2 separate regions of the Mus musculus genome follow, and region 2 is linked to region 1. A link is a contact called in public HiChIP or PLAC-seq data. All regions are on one chromosome and are shown on one strand. The core of a region is the stretch at or near the end of the contact, and the rest is flanking DNA. Distances in the headings are between cores, read along the strand shown. Region 1 holds the start of Mrvi1 (MRV integration site 1). Region 2 overlaps Ampd3 (adenosine monophosphate deaminase 3).

The links. HiChIP or PLAC-seq counts read pairs in DNA pulled down with a chosen protein or histone mark.
Region 2: an H3K27ac HiChIP or PLAC-seq map of heart atrium shows a contact between it and region 1, with 7 read pairs. The contact joins the enhancer-like site here to the promoter of Mrvi1 in region 1. A contact is called at or near these places in 21 of 39 promoter capture datasets (the 3T3-L1 cell line, 3T3-L1-derived adipocytes, the C10 cell line and 15 more), 1 of 15 datasets of contacts at CTCF or cohesin (the NIH/3T3 cell line), 11 of 484 Hi-C or Micro-C datasets (the G1E-ER4 cell line, the HL-1 cell line, the N1E-115 cell line and 6 more), 9 of 115 datasets of contacts at active chromatin or transcription factors (the 230-238 cell line, CD8 T cells, DN3 thymocytes and 6 more) and 5 of 9 other capture datasets (adipose tissue, embryonic stem cells, liver and 2 more).

Annotation. Positions count from the first base shown.
Region 1 is chr7:110,980,073-110,987,053 of GRCm38.p6, forward strand. Mrvi1 (MRV integration site 1) reads right to left here and starts at 2,389. Exons shown (of 21, transcript NM_194464.3): 1 at 1,941-2,389.
Region 2 is chr7:110,806,670-110,813,650 of GRCm38.p6, forward strand. Ampd3 (adenosine monophosphate deaminase 3) reads left to right here. Exons shown (of 15, transcript NM_001276301.1): 13 at 1,111-1,284; 14 at 3,127-3,237; 15 at 4,065-5,740. The coding sequence ends at 4,241. It also overlaps a transcript of Rnf141 not described here. Among named protein-coding and RNA genes, the nearest start is that of Gm39069, 29 kb to the left of the region's middle. Within about 2 kb of position 3,637, at least 34 of the 459 cell types and tissues checked have an H3K27ac peak or open chromatin away from gene starts, as enhancers often do. A contact at or near this core is called in heart atrium, neural stem cells and palatal mesenchyme, where this site is marked.

The sequences.
Region 1 (6,981 bases), core at 1,139-3,638:
ACATGCAGCATCTTTTAAGCCAGACAGCAAGATTCTGGCCAGCAGAAGCAAGCGCTCAGTAAACCCGAGTCCTTTTAACCAAGACAAATCTTAGACGTGTTGTATCTGTTCATTCATCCAGAAATGATCGAGTCTGAACACTCAGGAGGTTCCCAGCATCATTTGGGGCCTGGGACACACAGTGTGGACTCTGTTTTTACAGACTTCAATCTTCTGGCTAGAACCCATTCATCATGTAAACAATACAGTTTCCTCCACAGACTCCCAGAATGCTTTATCCCCAAACTAAGAGCCCTGGGACCTACTGGGAACTGGGAATCATTGGTTCTTAATCTACCTAAGATACTGGGTCACTCTGTGGCACTAAACACCTTCAAGTGTCCCACCTAAAGGGACAGCTAAAGCTGTCCTAGCAATGCTGTGGGGTCATGTGACACTTCATGATGCCCTGGATGTAGCATGAGGGTCTATGCTTCTACCACCATCCTCTCAGAAACAGGACCCAACAGAGGTGAATGGAGCAGGGGTGTGTGTGGGATGGGAGGTGTCAAGAGCGGAACCTCTAGAGATGGCCAACTGAGGTCACATCAGTTGTGGGACTTCTCTGTGGCTCAGCAAATACATTTATGGACAATGTCTTGTTCACGTTGTGGCAATTGGCACAGTTTTCCTTCTGAGAGGGACATATAGGGTTCATGGAAATGACATGCCACCACACATATGGAAGAAGACATGGTCTTGAACACAGACAGTCATCTCCAACACATGCACATACATGCCGCTGAATTATGAACCAAATATAACAGAGACAACTGCATTATCACTTAGCTGAAAATCAGAGGCCACTATTGGAGGTGCTCACAGTTGTCAGGTGGGGACTGGTGTAGGCATGCTTTCAAATCCTAGCTCTGACCCTTCTTGTGTGACGTAGGCAAGGTGCTGAGATGATGAGGAACTGCACATGCCCCGCTAGTGTGTATCACCTCTTGTTGTGAGAGAGACTCTTCCTCCCAAGGCCTGCCTCACTCCTGCTCTAGCCTGGCAGCGCTAGCAGCTTTCTCCCTCTCCGGGCAAAATACAGCTCAGCCAAGTTCAGGGCTGCCTTGCTTTCTATGCCACCCGAGAGCTGTCTGAAGAGTGTTAAAGAGCAGCAGCTGTCACTTGTGGAGGCAGGAGCGCCAGCCAGGGGTCCTGGGGCCATGCTGCTGTTTATGCAGACTATGAGGCCTCTCCAGCTTTTACAACTGTTTACTGTGCAGGAAGCAGCCCAGCAGCTGGGCTTTTCCTGAGCCTCGCTCTGCTACCCTCTCTTTGAGAAAGTCGGCCCGAGTGCCACTCACTCTAGGACCTCTGGAGAGGTGCAAGCTAGGATGTAGGCACACACACACACACTCACACACACACACACACACACACACACACACACACACACACACACATATATATACAGAGAGAGAGAGAGATCTGTGAAAGGGGACATGATGTGGTGGGACAGGGGACAGATACAAAAAGAGAGATGTGACCAGAGCACAGGTCAGGAAGATAAAGCATAGAAATGGACAGAGTCAATGGTGAAGATGGCTGGACAAACGGGTTCACACGCAAGACTTGAGAGGGAACAAAGGAGAGACACGGGAAGCCCCAGGGAAGAAAGGCCAGCCTGTCTGCTTTGCACAGCACCGGGCATTTCTCTACTGTCACAAAGGATCCTGCAGGAGAGCCAGGAGTAAGGGGCTTAGTGAGCAGTCACATCTTTACCCCAAACTGTGCGTGCTTTCCAACAGCAAGTAGAAGGGGCAGGATTTAGTGAGGATCGTGAGTTTCACTTCTTATTTAAAACTTAAGACAGCAACAATAAAAAGACTCGGCTAAAATATCACCCAACCAGGCCACCTCCCATGCAACTTAAAGTTAAGTGCCCCCATCCCAGCGCCCTGTACCTTTAAGGAGGAGAAGACGCCTCTCTGCTTCCCTTGGGCTGAAGAGGCAGGTTATTCTAGGCAATAGCGATGACTTACCTAAAACTGAGTTATTCCCCTTTCCTCCCGGCCAGCCTCTCTTCACTCTGGGGAGCTTTTACCATTTAAGGTCAATGTTACATCTGGCTCCAGAGCTCCAAGCTGAAAAGCTCTGGCTGCAGAGCCCCAGCTGCCTGCCTCCTCCTCAGAGAGGGGCTGGATGAGGGGCTGGGACTGGGAACCAGTGTTCCACCAGGGCCCCCTGCAGCCTGGCTCTGGGTTGAAAGCAGGAGAAGCCTTCCAGCCAGCCTAGGGTTCAAGGAAGGTTGGGCCTGAATAGTAGCCCCTATCCCCAGGCTTTTGCAAGGGGCACCCCCATAGCCGATGGCAGTGCCTTGGGGCGGGGAGCAGTTGAAGATGCTGGACTCTGTCTGTGCCAGAGGGGTATGAAGGGGACATCTGCAGACCAGCCTCCCACCCCTGAGTGTCCAGCAAGCATGTGAGCCTAGATAAGATCCTGGCTCACCGCCAGCAGAAGCTGGGAATGTTTCCTGTCCCAGGGATTTGGAGGCGGAGGCTGCTCCCATCTTAAACCCTCGGGATTGCTAGAGAGAACAGGGGCATGGTGAGGGGGATTAACTAAGTCCAGGCCTGGCAGCAGCCCCAGGGGTCAGCCCCAGCTCCTCCACTTAACCATCCTGTAGCCTTAACATAGCAAATCTCAGTCTATTCATCTCTGAAGTGGGACAACAATGAAAAATCAGGACACTGTGGGTTAGGGTCTCATAGGTACTAGAAAGGCACGGAAGAGTTTCCAACCCTGAGTTACCTCAACTCCGGTGGGGAAAGCTGCCTTTCTTCTGCCACGCTTGGTCTTCATCCTCAATATAGTCCAAGCCTGGGATCACAGACTGTCAACCCTAACACAGCCACATGGGGGCCCCACAGCCCCTTCTGCAGTTAGAGACAGCAACAGAGAAGCCCTTGGGAGGGGTGGCCAGATAACCAGATACTCAAATTTAAATCTCAAACGAAATGCTATTATTTCCATATAAGGATGCCCCCAAATACATAATTGTACCACAAGATTGTATGTTGCTCATTTGAAGTTAAATGAAACTGGGCATTTTTACTGGCTAAACCTGAGAACTCCACAGCAGATTCACTTGTTGGTCCTGTGTGAGAGCTCTAAAGGGTATTACAAGAACTCCTGGGAGCCAGAGGCTAAAACTGAACCTAAGGCTTTGCGTGCTTGTGAGTGTATGCACACTTTTGTATGTGTGTAAGCCTCTTAGTAAACACCCACTCTATTCCTAACAGTGCACTTGATACTTTGCCTGGAAGCAAGTGTCTATCTCACAAGTGTCTTCTCAAACAGAATCATTACATCTTTCTTTTGAAAAGGAAATCGAGGCTCAAAGAAATAGATCTGCTCTTCAGATGCTCTGCAGCCTGAGTGCCAGGGCCTAGACATGAGCTGAGGTGGTTCCATCTACAACTCCTTCCTCTTTACCACCTACCACCCTCTCCACCATGGCTCTAACCGAAGGGGTCCTGTACGGCCTCGGTGAGTCTCTGAGCCAGCACTTGGCTGTGTTTCTCCTGGTGGTGGCCTGAAGCTTTCACCAGACTCGCAAGGCAGTCACCAAGTGACTTTTTAAAATTCACTTCAATTACAAGCATTTTATAAAACATCACTTGGTGACTGTGCAAAGTGGAGCAGACTCTATAAGAGGACACATCAGGGCTGACAAGGTTATAAGGCTTGTGCCCTTTGACCCAGTTCTACTTCTAGGAATTTATTTTATAAACAACTCCCACACTAGGGAAATGACAGATGAGCATGATTACCCGCTGCAGCATTGTTTATAAAAGCAAGGGATTAGGAATGGTATAAATGTCCGCTACTTGGGGGCCATAAAAGAAGATGGGTGCAGCCATAACAAAGGAGACGGGAGTTCTTGCTGTAGTGATGGGAAAAGCCGTTCAGACAGTGGTTCTCAATCTGTGGGTCACGACCCCACTGGGTTTGCATATCAGACATCCTGTATATCATAGATTTACATTACGATTTATAACATAGCAAAATTACAGTTATGAAGTACCAATGAAATAATTTTATGGTTGGGGGCTTACCACATAATAAGGAACTGTATTAAAGGGTCAAAACATTAGGTAGGTTGAGAGCCACTGCTCTGAGATATATTAGTACATGGGGAGATACTGAAAAGAACACCTTCTACCACATGGGTGGGGAAAAGTGTATGTAGATGTGTATTTACATACATACAAAGACACTTATGTCCATTCATGTATACCCACATTCACGTGTGTGTGTGTGTGTGTGTGTGTGTGTGTGTGTGTGTGTGTGTGTGTGTGTGTGTGTGAGAGAATACAAAAGCTGTCACAAAAGTCAATAATAGTAAAACACTATCCATAGGAAAGGTATCTAAGTTGTGGGGCTAGTGAGATGGCCCAAGAGGTAAAGGTTCCTGCTGGCAAGTCTGGCCACCTAAATTCAATTCCCAGGACCCATATGGTGGAAGGGAGAACTGACTCCAACAAGGTGTCCTCTGACCTCTGACCTCTGACCTCTTCATACCCACCATGGCATGCACATGCCCACATACATGCACACATAAAATAAAAATGAAATAAAAAAAATTAAAGACTAACCACTGTATCCACTGTGTCTTGGTTGTGCATTTAAAGTATTGGGCCACAGGAATAAGTCACGCGTTCACATTCAATAATAACAGTAGTAATAAAGAATAAGGCAAAAAGCCTTGCTCTGGGCAGAGAATTAATTAGCTTGTCTCCCAGCACACCTCCTCCAACGGTCAGGGATGCTGGGAAGATCCCGGCTAAAGGTTATTTGGTGGTGTGTGTTTTGACTTTTATTTTGGACTAATTACAGGCACACAGGAAGTTATACAAACAGTAGAGAGCCCCAAATCCTCCTTCATCAGCTTCTCCCAGTGGTGGCGCTTAGATCATAGTTATGTATTTCAGAACGGGAAAATGACATTGAGATGTTACTGTTAACTAGACACTCTTAGCCCACGGTTATTACTCAAGTATAATCCTTTCATTCATGCACTCAAGATGTTCACTGATACAAAGGGGCAGCAGAGACGGTTAAGAGCATGCGCCACTATGTCACAGGACTCCAACTTTAGGTCCCAACATGCTCACAGCGATCTGTAACTCCAGGGGATCCAACAGCCCCTCTGACTTCCGAGGGCCCCTGCACTCACATGCACAGACACATGCAAATGCACATAACTAAAATAACGATTAATGCATCGTTAATTCCACATGCACATGCTCACATACATGCACACACAAAATAAAAATGAAATAAAAGTTTTTATTTATTTATTTATTTATTATTTATTTATTTATTTAATTTAGAGGCAGGTTGACCATCTGTGAGTTCCAGGACAGCCTGGTCTACAGTGCAAGTTTCAGGACAGCCAGGGTTGTTATATAGAGAAACCCTGTCTCAAAGAGCAATAACAACAACAACAACAATAGTTTAAAAAGTGTTGCTTGGATACCTTTGATACGCTGACCCAAGACTGGCTAACAAAATGTGATAAGGATACCTGTGGTCTATCTGTGACCTCTCAGTGACCCCTAAAGTCATGTGACAGTAGCATCACAGAGGCCTAGGATCCAGCAATGCACAAGGAGTGCTGACCACAGCTCTAAAAAAGGAACTGTGTCCCTTGCTGTCCTGGTCACGGAGCTTCACAGCTTGCCTGAAAGCTGACTTTTAATCCTTAAAAGAACATAAGCAATTACTCTGGCTATATTTATCCATGTTCCTGGAGCCACACAGGGATTTGGCCTCACTCTACCAAAATCTTCAGCTCATCACTCAGCCCATCAGCGACCGTCATGTGTCCTCGGCACAAAAGCAAAGGGCCAATTGAGGCAGACTGGCCCACAGCTCAGGGAGGCTCTTCACTGGCCATCTGACCTTTGACCTTTGAAGAAGTTTTAAGGCCCAGGAAAACAAAAGCTCATCCTGGGACAGAGGGACGCCAAGGGAGGAGACATGGCTTCCTGCCAAGAATGCAACCAGCCCTGGGGTTGATTGCTGGACAGCTTCTCTGGGAGCTTGTCCTGTTAACTTAGGGACTCCCAGAAGGCTCAGCACTTAGCTGGCCCTAAGTGAAGGGACAATGAGAGACCAACTCGGTAGGCATGGCAACCAACAGGTGTCATTCAGTTTGGGATCACAGGCCCTATGCCAGACACTTTGCATACAAGGTCTAATTCTGCCATCACTGCCCAAAACACATGTTGTGTAGCTTCCCACCCCTGCGTCCTAAATGAAAACTCCACTGTGGAGAGCTGAGGGACCTTGCCACCATCTTGCAGTGTGAAAACTCCATCTCTGTGACTCTAGCGAACCCAAGTGACCAACCACAGACTGCAAATGGAAGACCCCAATCTTTGTCTCCCTCCATCAAGATAAGAGGATCCCTTGCCTCCTATCATCCCAATAAAATGCTAGCAGGGACTCCTTTAAAAGGAACGTATAATTAGGCTAGAAGTGGATCCCACCCTAATCCTAGTGCTTGGGAGGCTGAGACAGGCGCATAGTGATCTTTATAAAAAGATGCTGCCTCAAAAAAATAGGTAAATAGAAAAAGAAGATAAGGTCAAAGAGAGTGAAAGACAATAATAAATCTTAGCCACAAATACACTGGGAGGGAGGGGACACGAATGGACATTTCTGGAGGCTTACAGGACAATAACAGAGGTTGGTGCCTCACAGATCAGGGGCAAAGGCTGAGCTGAACACAGCATACAGAGAAGGACTTCAATAGCCAAGTCACTCATGCCTGCTCTGAGACTCCTGAGAGGCTCAGGTGTGACCAGGATAGGGATGAGATGGCTGGAAAAGAGGAGACAGAAAGTTCTACACAGAAGTGGCAGCAAGGAATGGATCCAGGTAACCTTTGTACAAGATTTAAGTGAGCGGTCTTAGGCTAATGTCAGAGAGAACTGT
Region 2 (6,981 bases), core at 2,387-4,886, 170 kb before region 1:
ACTGAACTCAGGTCCTCCATAAAAGCACTGCAGAAAAACACACTGAGGCAGTCCTGCAGCTCTCTGTCACCTACAGCATAATTTTAGCATAATAATAAGCACAGAATTTGGAATCCTTCCTTGACTAGTAACCCTTGCTCTGGGCTGCAACATTCCTATGCTCTCATTTTAAGGCCTTTGGGACAAAGAATTCACCACTGGGTGACTCCCAGTCCCCAGTGGCAGACACATTGGCCATCTAGCTTTTGCTTCCTGTAGGTGATGTCACTGTGAACCTGGGTACTCAGCCTTCCTACATATTGGGTCACTTCCAAAATATCGCCTTGCCTCTGGTCCTGACATGTGCTCTCTCTGGTCACATTTGTATGGGACACAAGACTACCATAGCACGAAGCCCGCTCCTTCCCTTCCCTCAGGATCTGGCTCTCGGGGGCTAGACTGTGTCCAGCTCTCTGGTAGTTCCTCTGCTCAATGCTGTGTCTGCACCTAACAAGAAGCATCTTAAAGGAGAAAGGGCTGATTTTGACTCACGCTTGGAAGGATACAGCCTACCGTGGCAGGGATGCTGCCTGGTGACATTGCATTTCCAGTCAGGAAGTGGGAAATGGTTAGGAAGGGGATCCTAGAAATGATAAAACTTCAAGGCCCACAATCAGTGACTCACTTCTAGGGAGGTTCTATTTTCTAAACGTTCCATAACATTCCAAAACAGTGCTCCCGGCTGGAAATCAAACACACAAGCACCCAAGACTATGAAGGAGATTTAATATTCAAACCAATGGAAGTTTTAACTTGAACGTTTCTCAAGCATATAGGGGTTCTCCCGGCCTGCCCACTTCAGGGGGCCTGTGGAGGTGTAAGGGGTGGCCTCTTGCCCAGCACTGTACCCTGCGGTCTGAGGCCAAGAGGGAGTACAAAGAGTGGGCAAGAGGCCCATGTGTCCCAAGCAATGAGTGGAATGCAGGCAGTAGAAGAAGGTGGGTCTGGACATCTCAGCTTTCTTGGGCGTGGTGGCCTGTCCAGACATCTCAGCCTCTGGATTCTGTTGGCATGAACCGCCCCACCGCACCCTGGCACACGTCACACGAGTGTCTGTCGGTTCTTTTGCAGAGCCCTGTTTTGCAGTACCTCTACTACCTTGCTCAGATCCCTATTGCCATGTCTCCTCTCAGCAACAACAGCCTGTTTCTGGAATATTCCAAGAACCCCCTCCGGGAATTCCTGCACAAGGGACTACATGTCTCTCTCTCTACCGATGACCCCATGCAGTTTCACTACACAAAGGTGAGGCTGTGGAGATGCAGCTGTGTCCCAGCAGGCATCGGTGCTGGTTCACCACCCCCCCCCCCCGTGAGGATGCAAGCCCATAGCTCACTTGTTCTGTTTTGGGGTAGTGTGGCTTGGTGAAGACGAGGGGTGCTCCTCTGGTGAGGGAAGTCGGTCTTTCTCGCCGTCTACCTTGTATTGATGCATCTCTGTGATTGTGGAAGAGTTAGCAGAACTCTATTGTATTGTCTTATTGTATTTTATGTAAAGTGGGCATAAAACCATGCCCTCCTTAAGCTGATGAACTAGAGTCTAATAGGTCCAATATATTATACACCATTCATCCAAAAATTGAAGCAAAAAAATTATAGTGTTTGATCCATTGGGGTTCTGGTGTGTTTCACTCTGTAGACAAAGCTGGCCCTGATGCCGCAGAGATCTGCCTGCCTCTGCGGTGCTGTGATTAGGGCATGGCCACCACACCTGGCTTTGTTAATCGGATTTTTATGACTATGCTTTGTGTCTCTGGGAAGAGAGAAGGGAAAGGAGATATCATGCACAGGGAACAGATATAACTGCTTCCAGAACATTCTACTGGTGTTGATGGGATCAAGCCACTGACTAGCAAGCAATAGGTGTCAGGCTTACGGTGTCTGGACCTTTTACACCCAGAATGGAAGCCTTTGAAGAGCTGCCTCCCATCTTAGTTGTGTCTGTTGCTTTTTATTGTTGTGAGAACCTAGAGATGCTTTTAAAAATATTTACAAACTCATTTAAAAACAGTAATACTCTGGTTTCTTTTCTGAGTGTATAGCTCTTTCACCTTTAACAATAGTAATGTATCCGTTTGATGCCTAGATTCCTGCACTAGGGAGCTGAGGCACTGAGACCTGGAGCTGGGAGCCAGCCTGGGCTACAGATGAAACCCTGCATCAAAACAAAACAAAAATAACCAAGAGACTAAAACCAACAATGACAGCAACACACACAACACACACACTCTCTCTCTCTCTCTCTCTCTCTCTCTCTCTCACACACACACACACACACCCTCCACCCACCCCAAAATAGTAATAGAATCATTAAGTATTATATAAATAGCAAAAAATGTTATGAAAATAACTATTTCCCCAAAACAAAAATCCCAAGAGGAGTGGTACCGTTCTGCAGTTTGCTTCAGTGTCTTATTTAATAGAAGACAGCTGGGTTCCCATCCCCGCCTCTGCATTCAATTTGCTGGAAAGCATGCGAAAGAGTCCTGCCTCACAACAGCTGCAGAGCTGTCATGTGGAGCTGGTAAACAGATTCTGGGTCCCAGCAGTCTTCAAACCTCACTTTTAGACCCACTGGAGGCAACAGTAAAGGGAGGGCTGGTGCTGGGCAGCAGGTAGTTCCTGCCAGAAGAAAAAGCAGGGCCACAGCTAACCCGGCCCCTTAGGGACTGACTGCATCATCTCCAGACAGGTCTTGCTACTTGATGTTACTTTTTACTCTGCTGGTCAGTGTTGGAGGCTGCTGCCTTGGGAGCTGTCCCTCTCCCAGATCCTTGTTTTGTTCTGTTTGCATGAATGTTCCCGCATTTACCTAAGGAGGCTCCCTCTTAATAGGACAGTCACAGGAGAGCAGGCCCCAGCTTCCCGACATTGTAGGCCCTCAGTGCTGGTGAGCAGGCAAATCCAGAAGCCTGCCTGCTTTATCTCCATTTGGTGACCCACACTTGCACACAGACAGGTCTCAGGAGTCTGGAGTTGGCGGATCTAGGTGCTAGGGAGTTGAGGAAAGCCCTGGAGAGTGAGTACTTTTTGTGATGCAAGGCTGACCTATGTTTCTCACCCGACTGTGCTCTCTGGCCGGGGCTAGGAAGCGCTCATGGAGGAGTACGCCATTGCGGCACAAGTGTGGAAGCTGAGTACCTGCGACCTGTGTGAGATCGCCAGGAACAGTGTGCTGCAGAGTGGCCTCTCACATCAGGTATGTGATGGGCTGGCTGTAACCTCCACCCTTCAGTGTTCGAGCACACAGAATGTTGTACACAGTGTGCCTTCCCCGTCACCGGGATGGGTGACAAACTGAACAAGCCAGGTCTCAGGAGCACTGACACTCTGGCTCCATGGGAAACCTTGTGAGGTCACCATGACTGCCCCTCATCTATCTCAGACCTGCCCTGAGCGAGGTCGTCCCTAGCTGCCCTCTTTCTCCTTAATCTATTTTTCTCACAGTACGCATCACTGCAGACACTGTGCGTCCCAGTTTCCCTTTTGAAAGGGAGTTGAGTGCAGAAGCTTGCCCCTGTGTTCCCAGGCCCTAATACAGAGCTGGCACAGAGCAGGCACAGAGCCTTTTTCCATGGCTCCTTTAAGAATCGGATGTGGAACCAACACTGAGAATCTGGGCATCTGCCCAGGGGATGCCATTTAACAAGAAGAGACATCCTTACATGGTCCTGGGGAAGGTGACAGTTAAAGGCCTAAGTGTTTTGAGTCGTTCTGGGATCCAGCCTCTCCAGGAACATGACTGCCTGCCATGTCACCTCTCAGGATGGGTTCCTGGTCTTAGTCTTTTACCTCACCCAGTGTAGGCCCATCAACTTCATACTTCTCTTCCACGACAATAGAGAGAATGACTGAGTGGTCAGCGTCACACGGAGGTCCAGGGAGATTTGGAGTCCCATGGGAGGAAGATGTCCCATTGAAGGATTGGCTCTAGAGACACTAGTCTGTGTGCTGGAGCCCCTATCAAAGCTGCCCTGCAGACCTAGAGGTTAATCTGGTTTCACTTGTCTTTCTCATGGCCCACAGGAGAAGCAGAAGTTTCTGGGTCAGAATTATTACAAGGAAGGACCAGAGGGCAATGACATTCGAAAGACAAATGTTGCACAGATCCGGATGGCATTCCGCTACGAGACCCTGTGTAATGAGCTCAGCTTTCTGTCCGATGCCATGAAGTCCGAGGAGATCACAGCCCTGACCAAATAGGCCCAGCGGTCCACACACACTTCACTATTTGGTTTAATGTCAGGTCTGCTGGGGGTAATGGTGGCCAAGATCTCAAACTAGGGCTTCCGTCTGTGATGAGGACGCCTCTGAAGAAATCTCAAGCTCCCAATTTTGGTTGCACTTTACGAACATGCTCACTTCGTTAGCATTTCTGAGCCAGAGGCTGGCTCCCTCCCGTGGGGATCTGGGAGCTGGCACTGTGTACACCTGTCCCTGACTGTCCACGTCTCCCGTGATTGCCAGTGCTAATATGGCTGGGGCTGAGACTTTGCAAGGCCTAATGCCAAAGGACACAAGGCCTGTGTGGTGTCTGCCACACTCAGCAGGCCCTGTAGTGGTTCTCATTTTGGCATCTGGCTGGCTGCCTGCCTTAAACCCCCACCAAAGCTCCTTTTCATAAAGGGGCTACCTTGAGAGAAAATACAAACGCTCTCCTGTTGATGATTTGTGCATTTTAAAAAATGAGTTTCTTTCCCTCTTAGCACCCCTCCTTCCTGTCTGGTTAGGAAGCCCAATGCACCCTCTGAGGTCATCACTTCTGTTCTATGTTATTATCTAGGACTCAACGAGTCATCTCAAACCATATTCTGTGAATCCATCTCATGGTCCACTCCTGGGCTGCGGAAGGTACAAGGCGAGGTTATGGGGCTGCTCTTCACTTTTTGTTTTTAAATGAAGACCTCTGAAAAGCACAGGGCCTCTGCTCCTTCTGGCTCTGATGTCCTGTGACTGTAGTGTCACCACCTCCCCTGGGAGTCAGACCAGGGACTCCTCAGGGAGTGAAATGTGCTTCAGGACACACAGGACTCGAGCCAAGCTCCTGATCCAGTCACACCCCACCCCCGACTCCCCTGCCTCCTCCTACTGTTTTAGGCTTCACATATTTTAAATGTTTGAAAAAGAGTCACTAACAAAGTGGATTTTATTTTAAAGCAGATTTCTTCAGAAGCTATCATGGTCCCAGGGACTAGGTAGAATTTTTAAGTCTAACGTGAACTTTAGCTTTATCAGACATTTTTGTTACTAGTGCCTAGAACATAGTAGGTGCTCAATAAATACACATGGAGTAATTGAATGACTTTCTCTTTTGGCATCTGTATGTGCAGAATACTCAACAATGTTCAAAGACCTTCTTAACTATTCAGAAGGCAGGAAGTCCTACACCATAGTTAGATGAACCTAACTGTACCTGGAAGTTGCCCATTTAACTAATTATTCTGTCCTGTGACTGTCATCCTTCCAGTTGTTGTGTAGCGTATGGAACCATGTCATCCTTTTACTAGGCAAATACACATACTATCTCACATAGATGATTATGAAACTGAATGAAAACCTGTCATGCGGGATTATTTTTGAAAAGCCTCCATTTGTATACATTTGCCCAAACATAGCAACTATTGTACAGTTTTTCATTGTATCAAATACTTTTTTAAAGACTACAAATAAAGTCTATTAGGACTGTGACCCAATAGAACAAATGTTTCTTTATTTCTGAGATGGGGTGCATGGAAAGCTGTGAGCAGTGGAGAGCACTGACGAGGAAACCCACAATTTGCAAGCTACGGCTCAGGTGACCTCGTGGTCATCTAGCACCTCAGCCTAGCTTCTGCCAGTCCCACAGAGCATCAGCAAAGCCACATCTAGAGTGCTTTGCCTCGGATGATGTCTTAATCTGTTCACCAGGGTGCTTCTCAGACTGTTTCTCTATCACTTTGTTTAATGAAATCCTAGTGCTCACTGATCCTCGTGTGTGTGTGTTTGTGTGTGTGTGTATGTGTGTGTGTAAATCCCTCCTTTTGCCTGTTTTACAGTCGGAAGCCAAGGCAACTGTATATGGGCTCAGGTTTCCAGACAGTACTCTCTGGACAATTCCTAAGGGTGGATGTTTGCCTTATATCTTACTTAGCCTGTACTGCTGAAAGTCGGCACCATCTCTCCGCCTCGTGAATCCACACTTTAGTCTTGAATGAAAGCAGGTCTAAGGGTGTGCTTGGCTGGCTCTCTCAGTAGCTGCTGCCTGCTGAAGGGTGGGCTCACAACACAATTTCTCTGGTTCTTAAACACAGAGGGTGATGGCTTATGCACCTAAATGTTGTGTCTGCACCATGATTTGTCAGAATAACCGTCTCACCAGGAAAGGGGGCTCACACCACAGACCCACAGCCTCCGGCTCCTGAGCGATCATCTTTAAGGCGCATTCTGTAAAACAGAAGCTGATGAAGAGCTGAGACTACAGAGTGGGGATTTAGCAAAGTGTATCCGAAGGACTCTTATGCTTTGATAGTAATGCGGGTTTCTCCACAGTATGGTTGACGGGCACCAGCAAACCTGACTCGAAGCTGCCACCTCCCTCTGCTTCCTCTCTTCTGTTTCTCCAATGACATTCTTTTACACGGAAAGCACAGAACTGGCAGAGCTCAGTGTGGACCCTTTATTCTGTCTAACGGGTACTAGGAAAGAAAAGCTAACCAAAGTCACAGTAGCTGCTCACACTGCTGTTACGTTGCTTCTCATAAATGCAGGTGATGAGCCGACAGACAAAGTAGGCTTCAGTCGAGAACCCTCTCCCCAAAGCAAGGAAACTCCCAACACCTACGGATGCAAGTTATTCAGACTATCTTTTAATGAATCCAACTTCCCAGTGTTAAAAAATCAGGGAACCAAAAAAAGGTTTCCAAGCAGCCTTATTACCCAGTTGTATATTAATACAAGAAAATCA